Regions from separate parts of the Sus scrofa genome. Here region 1 is linked to region 2. The links are chromatin contacts, called in public HiChIP or PLAC-seq maps. All regions are on one chromosome and are shown on one strand. Each heading gives the region's core, a stretch centred on a gene start, on an enhancer-like site or on the middle of the called end of the contact. The rest is flanking DNA. Distances are from core to core; before and after follow the strand shown.

What was found. HiChIP or PLAC-seq counts read pairs in DNA pulled down with a chosen protein or histone mark.
Region 1: an H3K27ac HiChIP or PLAC-seq map of skeletal muscle shows a contact between it and region 2, with 6 times the contacts expected there. The contact joins two enhancer-like sites. A contact is called at or near these places in 1 of 47 Hi-C or Micro-C datasets (skeletal muscle) and 1 of 2 datasets of contacts at active chromatin or transcription factors (skeletal muscle).

The regions. Positions count from the first base shown.
Region 1 is chr1:248,233,157-248,235,856 of Sscrofa11.1, forward strand. No RefSeq gene overlaps it. Among named protein-coding and RNA genes, the nearest start is that of ZNF462, 210 kb to the left of the region's middle. Within about 2 kb of position 1,320, at least 3 of the 83 cell types and tissues checked have an H3K27ac peak or open chromatin away from gene starts, as enhancers often do. A contact at or near this core is called in skeletal muscle, where this site is marked.
Region 2 is chr1:247,919,563-247,922,262 of Sscrofa11.1, forward strand. No RefSeq gene overlaps it. Among named protein-coding and RNA genes, the nearest start is that of ZNF462, 110 kb to the right of the region's middle. Within about 2 kb of position 1,324, at least 6 of the 83 cell types and tissues checked have an H3K27ac peak or open chromatin away from gene starts, as enhancers often do. A contact at or near this core is called in skeletal muscle, where this site is marked.

The sequences.
Region 1 (2,700 bases), core at 70-2,569, 310 kb after region 2:
AAAAAAAATTATAGTTGATTTACAACGTTGTGCCAATTTCTGCTGTACAGCAAAGTGACCCAGTCACACACATATATATATACATTCCCTTTCTTATATCATCTTCCATCATGGTCTTTCCCAGGAGACTGGATATAGTTCCCTGTGCTGTACAGCAGGACCTCATTGATTATCCATTCTAAATGGAATAGTTTGCATCTATTAACCCCAAACTCCTAGTCCATCCTTTTTTAAAAATGTGTCCCTTTTTTTTTTTTTTTTTTTTTTTTGTCTTTTTAGGGCTGCACCTGCGGCATATGGAGGTTCCCAGGCTAGGGGTCAAATCGGAGCTATAGCTGCTGGCCTACACCACAGCCTCAGCAACGCCAGATCCGAGCCGTGTCTGCAACCTACACCACAGCTCATGGCAACACCAGATCCTTAACCCACTGAGAGGCCAGGGATCAAACCTTCGTCCTCATGGATGCTAGTCAGAGTCACTTCTGCTGAGCCACGATAGGAACCCCACATGTCCCTTCTTCAGTACCTCCTGGCCCTCTCAAACAGGGACCCCTAACATTCACTCAGCCCTCTTAACATTTCCCACCCAGGTCTTTCAGCCTGTTGTTTATTCCCTCTGCTTGCAACTTGTGTCCTCCATGAAGCATCAGGGTCTGCCTGGCCTCCCTCGGTTCCCACCCAGATGTGGCTTTCTCAGCAAGGTCCTCTCTGGCTGCCCTGTCTGAAGCTGTCACAGCCCCTGTCACTCTTTGCCTCCTTTATCCCACTTTATCTTTCACCTTAGCACTTACTACCATCAAACCAAGCACATACTCTCCCCATGTAGCCTGCTGACAGACTTACCCCATTAGAATGGAGCTACGTGCAGACAGGGCCTTCTGCTTTGTTCACTGCTGGAAACCGGGAACCTAGAAGGATGTGTAACCCACAGGAAGGGCTAAATAAATACTGAATCGATCTATTTGTGCATCTAAGTCATTCACGAACATCCAGCACAGAGCAGGTTCTCAAAAATAAAAGCTTGGATGGATAGATAGAGGAGGTACGTATGCAGATTCTCCTGAGACCTTCCCTTCTGGGGTTTGGGGAAAAATCGCATTTTCTGTGCCGTCTGTACAGGGAGGAGGCAGGCCCTTGCTCCTCTCTCTGGCTTCCCCATAAAACATTGATCTGTGCTGAGATTTCTTTGAGGCGTGAACTCCTGACCCTGCTCCTTCTGGAATGCTGAGCTGCAGGATCTCAGGGAGGAGGCAGGACACAACTGGGGCCTGGGCATCGGCCCCAGACGGGAGCAGCAGATGGCGCCGGGGACAGCTCGGTGAGGAAGGCACGGAATCCTGGCAGGGAAGGGACAAGGTGTGTGCCAGGGCTCCTGGGCAGGCTGGCAGAGGAGGACGGGCTTCTTGTTAAGTTAATTGAGGTAATTTTTGCTGCCACCTTTTGGATGGTAACAAAATTCTTCTTCTACCAGCCACTGATCATATCTCTGACTCCCGCCACGTTCCATTGTACAGAGATGGTGCTCTAAATTTAGCTCCATTTATTGAGCTATTCCTTAAAATTTTGTCACTTAAAAAATAATTATAGGATTTCTCTGACAGACTGTAATACATGGAGTGCACCAAATTACAGGTATAATTTGGAGAGCCAACTGGGATCACCAAATAAAATTGACAGCAGTGGCCTAATTCCAGACTAATCCGAGTGGCGGCTGGAGAGAGTTTATTCCTTAGGCCCCTCTTCTTAATCCGCGTGTTGAGCCAAAAGGTCGAAGGTACCAAAAGAAACTAAAAGAAGTGGACTCTAGGCCAAGGTACTGGCCCTGGGGAAGCCCAGTTTTCCTTTGCTTGGCAGAGCTAGGGAGACCACCCAGGCGCCCAGAAAGTCAGATGGGCTCTCCTTGAGCTCAGGGGAAGTTGGGCTGAGCTGCCCTCTGTCTTTCCAGTTGGCCAAGAGCCTGGCATAGGTGACTTATAGAGGAGAAGGGGTTTTTCCCTTCTCTCTAAAAAAAAAATTCTCTCTCTATATATGTGTGACTGGGTCACTTTGCTGTATAGTAGAAAATTGACAGAACACTGTAAGCCAGCTATAATGGAAAAAATAAAAATCATTTTAAAACATCTTAAAGATAAATTCCCCATCTTAGGAAATTAAAAAAAAAAATTCTTTTGGATTTTCAGTGATTGTAAACTTCGGAAACCAAAGTCAGTCTCCCAAAGGGAAAACGATGCCCAGGAGGAAAAGAACGGGTCCCTCTGGGAAGTGAAGACCCCACTCAGCTGAGCCCTGGTGGACAGAAAAGCCATGAGGAGATGCGTAATGCTGTTTCCGATGCATTGCACAATGGTACTGTGTTCCCACTTCGGTACAGTCCCTGGGGAACCACAGCAAATCAGAGGAATAAGGGTGGTCTATTCAGCCTAAAACCTTCAGTAGATGCTACAGAAGAAGAGCCTAGGATGGGTAGAGAGGCCAGGGGGAGTACTGTCCAGGGAGTGTTTGGGCATAGAGGCAGGGAGCTGGTGAGGAGGATGGCGCCGCCCTGCTGGTGATCAGTGACATCTCCCCTAAATCAGACTTCTCTTCACAGATGGTTCATCACGGCTTTCTCAGAGCTGTAAAGGGCTTTCGGGTCACATATATTTCCCTAGGGTTCTGGGGGGAGTCTAGGATTCAGGGCTGTAACTAACCCTTCCAGGG
Region 2 (2,700 bases), core at 74-2,573:
TGCAGTCAAGAGTGAGTGACATCGCCATTCTGGGCCTCTTCTTCCTGTCTGTAACAAGGAGGAACTTGGTCCAGATTATCTCGGATAACTGTGTTTCCATCATCTTGACTTTCCATCCATCAGGATTTCTCAATCTTGGCGTGACTGACACTTTGAGCCAGATAATTTTTTTGTCGCGCTAAGGAGGGGTGACTGGTCTGAGCATTGGAGGGTGTTTAGCAGCATCCTTGGCTTCTACTACCCAAGGTGTGAGAACTAAAAATGTTTTTAGACATTGCCAAATGTCCCCTGTGGGTCAAAAATCATCCTTCCCAGTTAAGAACTACTTGCTATATATCTATCTATATAGATAGATAGATAGATAGATAGATAGATAGATAGATAGATAGATAGATACACACACACATATATAAGGGTTTCAGGCATTGGGTACTTGTTAAAGTGCTGAATTCAATGGCTTTTAATGTCCCTTCCAGTCATAAAATTCCAAAGGCCAATGATGCTGTGACTGATTGAATTTAAACCCACTTATAAGCCACATATTTGAGATACGCCCTCGTCATCTCTCATGTCTCTTACACCTGCTGGATTCCATGGAAAAGAATGACTCAGTTTTCTACATCTTTGCTAGAGGTGACAGGGGATGTATCCCAACCACAGGCTTGGGGTCCATCTGACCCAGTCACCAGGCAGGTATCCTTGGGCAAATTCCATACATCAAATACAGATGACATCTTGGATGACATCTCAGAGCAATTTGGAGAGAAGTAGGAGGAGGAGGAGGAAGAACTCTAAATGGGAAGATTCTGCTTTCCTTTTTCCTACAGGAACCTGATTACCACTTGCTCATTTCTGAGCCAGAGCCTGGGGTATGAATCAGGTTGGCTTTTGATTCAGGTCTTTCCAGCCAGAAGTAAGAAGCAGCTCTGAAGAAAAGGAGTGGACAGATGATCCAGTTAGCAGTCAGAGGAATGCTAGGGACCAAGAGAGAGCTTTGGTTCCAGCTGAAAATGTCAGCAGAGTGCTGGGAGAAAGGAATCTGTTTAGCAGGTGTGTTTGGAATCTGGCAGAGAGCTCTGGGCCAGGTCCAGGACCACTGAGCCGTTCTGAATGCCTTCTATGTTGACTCCCTGGGACTGAGACCCAGGATTTAAAGGGGAGAACGTCTAGGGTAAACACACAGTGGCCAGACAGTGGCTAGAATTTTTCCTCAGGCCTTCTGTGTCTCTTGCAGAACACCAAGGAGCCAGCAACAGGAGTGTAGCCCGAGTCCGCGGCCCTCGCCCACCCTCCTCTCCATCACCTGATCCAAGAGGAGCTCCGAAAATAGCTCAGAATCTGGGCCTGCCTGGGAGAGACATAAAGATCCATTTACATGGGAAGGTGACTGCTCTGAATACCCACAGCAGACCAATCTATGCTAATGGCTCCGTCTCCCTCCAATCTGGGATTTCTATAACTGGCTCCTACACTCTGTCGTTGCCAGCAGAAATGCCTGAATTATCTTAATTCCAGAATGTAAATTATTCCAATTTTGAGGCCATCATTTTAAAGCTGTCAAAGTCAATATTTTTAACAAGGCTAGAAAAAAAAATACAACTGGAAAATGTCTAAACAAGTTGTGCTTGAGGTCTCGAGACAACTTCTGGCAAAATCTGTGCTGAGATGGAGAAACACCCCACACTGATTCCACGATGAGGGAAAAACATCACTTCATCACCAATTTGTCAGCAGGAGAACCACTGAGACCATCTCCTTGCATTGATCATTTTCAATCTGTTACTTTCTACTTGCAGGTTAATCATTTACCTTTCGGTCCTATGATTTTTTAAAAAAATTAATTCCTAAAGGAATAACACGTAACACTTGGTCCTGAAGAGAAATGAAAAAATCCTGCCCTAACCTCCCCTCTTCCAAAGTTTCCACTTCATTTCTGTTTTAATTCACATCCTCCATTATTCTCTGAGAGCGTGTGCCAGGCACAGCCCTGGGGATGCTGGGATAAGTGAGAAATTCCTCAAGGTGAGGGAAGAAGCTTTCAAACGGAGTACCCTGCTCTTGGTCAGGAAAGAAAAGGCAACTCCTTTATATGTGTGCATCCGTTTCCATCAAGGTGAATCATCACTCCTGCCTGATTAACCCTCCCAGACAGAAAACGGGCATTGAAGGAAATGAGCAGGTGAGGAGTGGAGTATGCAAAGCAGAATCACAGTCATGGTTCACCTTTGGGGCAGAGGCGATTCATGAGCACCTGGGAAGCTAGCCAGGTTTCAGGAATATGATTTTGTCCAGCCAGGCATCTCCACTCACCACTGCCCCGGATGGACGCCAGACTCGGGGTGGTCCTCATGGGGTAGTGCTCTTAGGGGCCCATCTCCTGTTCAGGGGCTGGAAAACACCCCATTCCTGCAGCTCTGAAGCAGGATTAATTGATTGGTCTCGTATGAACCTAAAAGCTGTTAAGAGCAAGGAGGATGAAAAGCCATTTAAATTGCTTTATTACCATTTTCTAGTAAAGTACCAGTTTAGTTCTCAGCCCTACTGTGAAGCAGCGGGTTTCCAGATATTGACTGTGCTGGCATGTGCTTCTAGAAGAGAGGAAATGCCTGGGTCTGAAAAGCAGAAACATCTGCTCAGATCTCCAGCGGGCCTGCTGCTGGAGCCATCGGGGGTTGGGGGGGGTCCCCTCCAGGTGGTGTC